Regions from separate parts of the Hordeum vulgare genome. Here region 2 is linked to region 1. A link is a contact called in public Hi-C data. All regions are on one chromosome and are shown on one strand. The core of a region is the stretch at or near the end of the contact, and the rest is flanking DNA. Distances in the headings are between cores, read along the strand shown.

What was found. A called contact is a pair of places that touch in the nucleus more often than the background predicts.
Region 2: a contact with region 1 is called in a Hi-C map of leaf, with 2.6 times the contacts expected there. The contact joins the promoter of LOC123404511 here to the enhancer-like site in region 1. A contact is called at or near these places in 4 of 6 Hi-C or Micro-C datasets (leaf and seedling) and 1 of 1 datasets of contacts at active chromatin or transcription factors (embryo).

Annotation. Positions count from the first base shown.
Region 1 is chr6H:451,520,105-451,524,204 of MorexV3_pseudomolecules_assembly, forward strand. No RefSeq gene overlaps it. Among protein-coding and RNA genes, the nearest start is that of LOC123401955, 94 kb to the left of the region's middle. Within about 2 kb of position 1,912, at least 3 of the 3 cell types and tissues checked have open chromatin away from gene starts, as enhancers often do. A contact at or near this core is called in leaf and seedling, where this site is marked.
Region 2 is chr6H:451,676,233-451,680,332 of MorexV3_pseudomolecules_assembly, forward strand. LOC123404511 (protein RGF1 INDUCIBLE TRANSCRIPTION FACTOR 1-like) reads right to left here and starts at 1,696. Exons shown (of 4, transcript XM_045098441.1): 1 at 1,457-1,696; 2 at 1,142-1,345; 3 at 789-1,004; 4 at 1-688. The coding sequence starts at 1,507. The coding sequence ends at 410.

The DNA of each region.
Region 1 (4,100 bases), core at 662-3,161:
TGTGTGACGTCTGAGGCTTAGGCGTCACATGGTCTGGGGGTGGGCCCTCTCTGCCAGGTGGTCGGAGGGTGTGGCGCCGAACGGCTAGGCGTCACACAGTGTAGTGTGGCGCCTAGGTATCGGGCGCCACACAAATGGGTCAGCCGGGTGACATATTTTCCCCGAAGGGTCACTCCGTAAGTTCTTTCCCTCAGGGATAATTTTTGTCAATTTTGCCACAAGTTACAGATGGTCCTGTTTCTGCAAATGGCCTACGCTACAAAACAACACGGTGGCTACAGTGAACTTGAATATATTTATGCCACAAACAAATGATTCTAAGTATGGGCAAGGACGCTGTACATTTATAGTGTGATCTTGTTCACCTACACTTTCTGAAAACGGTTACACAGCACTGCAGTAATAATATCTTTGGATTGGGGAGCTGTGGTGCCACTCTGCCTCCAGATTAAACTGATAAAAGTTGAGCATGGCGAGGTAATTTCACTGTTTTGATCTTTTTTGTTAGTTTAGCACGATTTAATTCTATGTGTAAAATAATTTTGGATTTGACCCTTTTTCTATCATCATCGTCTTTGACGGTAGGGTAGCACATCCTACCGCCAAGGCCTTTGGCAGTAGGACTTACTTAAACTGTCATGTCCGTTTATCGCGAAAATAGACCCTACCGCCATAGTCTGTGGCGGTAGGGACTGTCGGTGTCAAAACCGACAGAACTCGGATAGTGGGTCTCGAACTGTGGATCTTGGTTTGATGGTAACAGGAGACGAAGGAGAAGATGTTTACCCAGGTTCGGGCCCTCTTGATGAAGGTAAAATCCTATGTCCCGTTCTTGTTTATATTGAGGATGGAGTATCGAGTACAGAGTTAATCTACCTCAAGATCGTATGTTGTGATCTAAAACCTTAGAAGTAATGATCTTAACTTGTCCTATGAGCTAAGGCTCTCTAGTTTATATAGATACCAGGGTATTAGGGTTACACGATATCGATTAGAAAAAGAAGGAAACGTGTCGATTATCGTCTTTTCTTGGAGCGCATACCAAGTCTTCGAAAAAGTCTGTTTCGGACACAGTACATCTCATAATTCGGGTTCTACTATTAATTACAAGACATCCCATGAGTTCGGCCCATCAAAATAAGTAAGCGGACCGAGGACCCCTTAATCCCGGACTCTCTCAGAAACCTGCGTGCAATTATAATAAGATGACATTTACATGCAGGTCCCTACCGCCAGAAACTATGGCGGTAGGGTTACACATCCTACTTTCACAGACCATGACGGTAGGGTCTTTTTCGTATAAAATAAAAGTGACGGCATAGGTAAGTCTTACCGTCAAAGGCCTTGACGGTAGGATGTGCTACCCTACCGTCAAAGATGACGACGGTAGAAAAAGGATTAGATCCGATTTTTTTTTATACATAAGGTTATATCGTGCTTAGGTTAAGAAAAAGGGTCAAAATAATAAATTTGTCCGCATGACTATGTAATACAAGACTTCAGACGTGAAAAAACAACAAGGGCGGCAAAGGTGAAGGAATTAGTCAGGAGCGTGATACAAGGTTCATTTTACGTTGAACAACTTTTTTAGTGATTGGCCAATAAACTAACAGCATCATGGCAACGATGAGAACACAGTGATCGGATACATGACGAGTGGGATAACCAAATCACCACCTTTCTGGAAAAGGAAAAGCATGGACAAGGGCAACTGAGTTTGGACTTTCCTTGGCCTTAATGAGGTGTTAAAGGGGTGGATCCACTCGCTGGACCTCACTTTGCACAATAAAATAAGCAAAGGCATCGATGCACTATGAAAAAGAGAAAATGTGGAGCTATGTGTCACTTTCACATGGCTACGTCTGTTCGGAAGCTACCGGTATCTTCTACTGTCTGAGAGCAAAATGGCATCGGATGGATAATGCAAATTATGGGTTCAATGACAGCTGAAAACCGAGGAGGAGTACAGATGGTGTCTCTCTAAGAAGAGCGTGGAGAGCAGAAAGCAGCCATGGCAGTATGCTTGAAGCGAAGGCAATGTAGTTGCAGGTAGTGCAGAATAGGCAGAGGCGCTCCGCGTGGCAGTGATCGGATTCGATCCACAGTTAAAGCTGCAGAGACGCACACTTGAGCCAGCCATCTTCTCTTAATTTACCCATTTTGAAGACGTCGAAGAGTTCACCCATACATCTTCGGGTTGTGGGCATGTTGATGATGAAGTTTAAGTAGGCTGATGTCGACATGGTTGTGGGTGTTTGCACAATTGTCCCTTGATCAATCGTTTGATGTATAGTTCTCGGTCTAGTTTCTCATATAAACCGAACCACTCTGTTTTTGTTTCTTCTCTTTTAATAAAATTAGCTGTGCACCTGCCTTGCACGTCAAAAAAATAAATAAATTCAACATGGCGGCCCTGATTGCTTTAAGCAGCAGGAAGTGAAATCGAATACAACCACAAGGATAACACATTCTCTATGGGCTGATAGCAAAGGAACCTATGCTTCAACTACCAAGCATTATTGAACCACGTCGGACAGTACGCTCCCAGCAAAGCCGAGCAATTGCTGTCAGGCTGACTACCGTAGGCCTAAAGTTGCTGGGAGGGATAGCTAAAAAAAATCAGACCGCCTACGGAGCATAAATGCATAATCAGTCGACGTGAAAGTTATGCCTCTGAAAAAGCTAAGCATATTCTACCCCCGAACGTTGCCATCAACTTTTTAGCCTTTTTGAGTTCATGTTTGCTAACAGATTTGATAACGTTACGTTTTTTTTTCTTTTTTCCGGATAGCAATAGTGTGAAATTTCATCCCTAGATGAAGAGATTCGTTTCCCGAGCAGGAACCGTGAAGTATAGCGTTCTCAGCAATCGTGTTTTTTTCTTTTTTTTTCTTTTGAGGAATTCTGAGGAATTAGTTTTTTTTTTTACAGTGACAGTGAATTCTGAGGAATTAGGTAGTCTTGCCGTGTTGCGGTCCCAGAACAGCATATGTGCAGTAAGACGTTTTAGAATCTCTGCAGGTACTAAACTTTGGGGGATCATCATAGAAATTTGACCTCTTAGCTGCGCAAATCAGGCAAGGGAGAATATCATTAGAAAACCAATATTCAATAAAAACTTTGTGAAAACCATATTTTAAGTTTTGAAAAAATCTGAAACAAACATGAAATGTTAAGAGGATGATGTTTTATTGTCACAGAAAGTATCAAGTTGAAACACATCACCACATGTGAGCTATGAAAAAGATAAATTTCAGCCTAAATAGTGACAATACTATTTGGCACTATTCAAAGCTGATTTGATCTTTTTCATAGCTCGTATCCCGTAATCTGTATCAATTTGAAATTTTGCGTGGCTATAAAACGTCATCCTTTTAGCATTTCATATTTTTTTACTTTTTTTGAAACTTCAAAATGTATTTTTCATATGATTTTCAACGATTTTCATCGAATGTTGGTTTTCGTATGATATTCTCCCATCGGTCAAAAAGAAAACTCTGAACGGATATAGGATTTGGTGGCCTCTTACTTTCGGGTGTGCTACTATGTGTAAGGCATAGTGTTCACATGATTTGTAATCTTTTTAGCCTAACTTTAAACTTTTTTGATAACTTTCCAGAAAAAGTTCACCTAGTGTTCAGACGTTTTTAATTAAGGCAATGTATTTTTTTAGCCTAGCTTAAAAAATATTGATAGCTTTCAAAAAAATGTTTCTGACATTTAAAAAATGTTCACTCGTTTCAAAAACATGTACAATGAATATTAAAATAAATGTATATACAATGTACAAAAATATTCTGTAATTCGATAACAAATGTTAAACGTGTATAACAAAAGTTTCACCTGTATAAGAAAAATGTACAATGTGTACAACAAAAAATAGACATGAAAAATTTATTGGAAAAAAACATGTATATGAAAAATGTTAAAACTGTTTGACAATGTTTTAGATGTATACCAAAAATATATAATGTGAATGAAAAACTGACACCAAAAATATAAAACATGTATTAGAAAATGTTAAATTTTAAATACAAATAATTCAGATGTATAAGAAAAATGTATGATGTCTATGAAAAAACTAGGTATCAAATTTTATA
Region 2 (4,100 bases), core at 446-2,945, 160 kb after region 1:
CAGCGTTCTTATTTTCATTACATGGCTCGTGCAGTACATGAACACCACACTGCCCTCCTGCTCCACATACTACTGGTACATTTATCTGTCATCTATGCACATTTACGATCTAGTGCGATAACCATATGGTCATAGTCGCATGGAGTACACTACAGTATACTGTATATTGCAAAACTTGGTCGTCGTCATGGAGTTGCAAGTTACTTTACAGTCTGACACTAGGGTTTTACCAGTGGTAACTAGCTAAAACTCGAAACTGGAAGTACCACGCTATAGTATTAGTGTGTGCCCCTCGACGGCGGCTCATCGCCGTTCAGGGCGCGCAGCTATTACCTTCTTGGCTATGTCACGTATACAGTAGGCTAGAGCGTTGATCAGGCCAGACATGCGCTTGGCTCTGTGTGCCGTCCTAGAGCTCCACGATGAGGCTGCCGAACGGCGACCGGTGCGGGATGCCCTTGCGGCGCTTGTTTCCGGCGCGGTAGCTGCTGGAGGTGGCCGGCGGGGTCGACGGCGAGAAGCTCTGCACCACGCTGCTCTTGTCGCTGCTGCCGCCGCTTGTGCTCGTGCACGAGTGCTCCGAGTCCGACCGCGCGTCCTTGAGCGCCGCTCTCTTCTTCTTCTTGCCGCCGCCGCCGACGCCGCCGTGTTTCTTCCTCGGCCGGTGGCCGCCGGACGTGCCTACAATCTGCGGAGCACAAGATGCAGTGCTGGTTACAATCTTGCAATGCAGCAGGCCATGGCCAAATTAAGCTTGGATTGTAAGGAGAAGCGCATATACTACATACTTTACATCCGAGGGAGCAGAAGCGGAACGAGTCGAGGAGGCTGCGCTCGCAGACGTCGCAGGTGTTGGTGACTCCCTTGCCCGGCCTCGGCTGCGGGCGCTCGTTGAGGAACACCACGCGCGCGCTGTTGATGATGTACGTCTGCACGCCGGTGATGTCCAGCACCCTCTGTATCTCCGACACCCGGATCACGTCGTGGTACGACGACCTCCGTATCTGCCCCGCACGCCGTTCGTCCATACGCATCGTCAGTCACCATGAAAACCGGCATGAATCGATCGAACGGGGGAGGAAAGAAGGCGGACACGGGACCCCGGCATTGGGGCGTCCGCGTGCATGAATGGTCCACTGACCTGGATGGCGTGGTGGTCGCGGTGGTGGGCGAGGCAGAGCGAGCAGAGCGCGCCGCCGATGCAGTCGAGGCAGTACATGTTGCACTCGCTCTTGTGCGCGTCGGCGTGCACCCGGCATTGCACGAAGAAGCTCGTCGCCAGCAGCGGCTTCAGCCACGGCGGCCACCGCTGGTTCCCCGCCTCCTCGTCGCACTCCGCTCCTCCCTGCACACCCAACATTTCAGCTTCAACCCGGCGCCGCCACTAGTCTAGGATGAACAAACGAGAACCAAGAACACATAGCAGGAGGGACACAAGCATCAAGAAATCAATTACCGTGGCGCCGCCGCTCTTGAGCGCGAGAGGGGATGCGTGGTCTATTGCCATCTTCGGCCGGCGAAAGGAGAGGAATGTGGATGCAAGATGGCAGGGGAGGGAAGAAATGCTGTGCAAGAAAGCAGTTCGCCGGCGCAGGAGCGCGAAGGCTTTGTAGACCGAGGAAAAGTAGTGCAGCACCTGTGGCTTGTGCCAAGTAAAAAAAGAATGGGAGGAGGAAGACTCGGCGCGTACTTGACAGTGAGCTCTAGGGCCCGTTCTTATCGACTCGTCGCGGGCCCGGGCCGTTTCGCGAGTCGCGACCGGTCGAATCGCAAATCCTACACAAACAAGCTCTGAAGTCCCATCAAAGAGGCGCGTTTTCTCTGTGAGCCCGTCGCCGTCGCGGTTCCGGTTCGGGTTGCATCCCCGTGATCCGGTGGGAAATTGTGATCACTCCTCTCCTAAACAGAGCGTATTTCTTTTGCCAGTGCTACGCAGAGGCACACACCCGCTTTTAGTTGTATTTTCGCTCCGCGTGGATGCTTCTCTGGGATATTCCATTGCATTCGCCGGACACTTGTCTTTCTCAGCTCCAAAATAGGCGGTGCAAGCAGAGCGAAAGCCCACGTTTTCTCAGCTCCCAAAAGTGAAGAAAGAAAAATGGCACAAAAGTTTACCACTAACGACGCCATTGCCGCACCAAATGCGTCGCCCATTGGCCAGTCCCGCGCAAGCAAGTGGATCGAAAGGGATCGGATGCATCCTCAACCGTGCATGCATGCGTATACCGCCATATATACTACTCCCTTCGTTTCATAATATAAGTATTTTTAAAGATTCACTAGAAAACTACATATGGATGTATATAGACATACTTTAAAGTATAGATTCACTCATTTTGTTCTGTATGTAGTCATTCCTTTAATGAAAACGGTTAAAAGACTTATATTTAAAAACGGAGGACCATATCCCTTCGATGCTCCCCGCGTTCTGGAACCAGGGCCGTCGCCTTTTCTCTAGTGCCGTCGGCCGGCGATGATGGATGGATGGATGGATGGAACCGCCCATGCCCGGATTTCTCGAGCTGTCCGTTCGTTTTCCGTTTTCCACCTAAGCCGGGCCGTGCTCTGCCGTCACCGATTCGGCAAGATGATGCTACCGGTGCACGGCGGTCTGCCCACCCACTCCTGTAACGTCCCAGTTATCTTGATAGCTGCTACCGCTGTGCACACACTGATCTCTGCCGTTGAGGAGGCCACCGGGCACACGTTTTTGTCCACTGTGCTGTTGCGGGCGCTGCCTATTATTGTGCTTTTCTTCCGTGGCAAGATCCATGTGCGAAGCAACGTGTCAGCTCCTAAGAGCATTGTAGACATCTACTCGGTGCGTGCAAGATATCGTGGGTGATCGCTGTCAGGTCACAGGGAAAAAGCTCGGAATGCTGCACCGCGTAGATTAGTCCCGAAGCAGTTATACGTCCGCGTCGTCTCGATTTGTTTTATAGGAGGGATTAAACAAGGAGCCAACTTGCTAAACCGCGGGGCCCGCCTAATCGCAGGTACGGTAGGCGTTGACAACCTAACATGTCGGGGGCAGCTTTGTTCCGCCCACCGAGTTCGAGTTCGAGTTCGAGTCGAGTCGAGTCCATGCTGCTGAGTTGTATCGAGTTTCGTAGGCACGGACGGATTGGTGTTGCGTGAAGCGTCACGGCACATATACATGGCCGAATTCCTGATAAGAGTTTTCTGTGCTCGTGCAGTCCCCCCGTCTACGGGCCTGAGCTATTATAGTGGTATGCTGGTACGTTACGTCCTAAGAAATCGCGTGTAGTATAGCCCAAATGTGCCAATAAGTTGGCTCCAATTTTTTGACCTAATGAGGGACTTTGATCTGAAAAGTAATACGTATAGTTAAGGCGACTGAATGTACTGGACACGCCTGGTTATTAACAAGTAGCAGTCCGCTCTAGAGTTCCTCGTTCTCTCCCCGGTGCCGTTCTACCTCTTCGTGTGGTCTCACGGTCAGAGCATCTGCAGCCGTTCGACCTTCAGTGGTCCCAAATAGCTTTGTCTGAGGATCTATTAGCGTTAAAAATGGCGTGGGGGCCCGGTTTTCCAGCCGCCCACCCAAGGGCGCCCCAGCGCTTTCGATCCAGTTTCTACGTAAATTTGATCCACTTTTGATCTATATTCGGTATTTTAGCACAAACTGAACAACAATAGTTATTTTTTATTAAATAGTTCATCACATAAATTAATATAAAAAAAAAGTTTAACAAATCAATACAAATAAAAAAATCAAGCTAGGCGTTGCCCTTGAGCCTCCATAGATGCTCCACCAAATCGTGTTATAGTTGTTGATACACCTATGGGTCTTGGATCTTCTCACGCATGTTGAGGAAGTCAGTCCAGGTTGTCGGTAGCTGGTGATCAACTTGAGCAAGAGGACCTTGCCTGTAATATGGTTCAGTGTCAAACACTAGCTCCTCCTGCTCGCTCTCAATGATAATGTTGTGCAAGACAACACAACAAGCCACGACTTCCCACATTTGATCTTTCGACTAGGTCTGAGCAGGGTACCGGACAACAGCAAAACAAGATTGAAGCACACCCAATGCCCGCTCGACATCCTTCCGGCAAGCTTCTTGATGCTTGGTAAAATA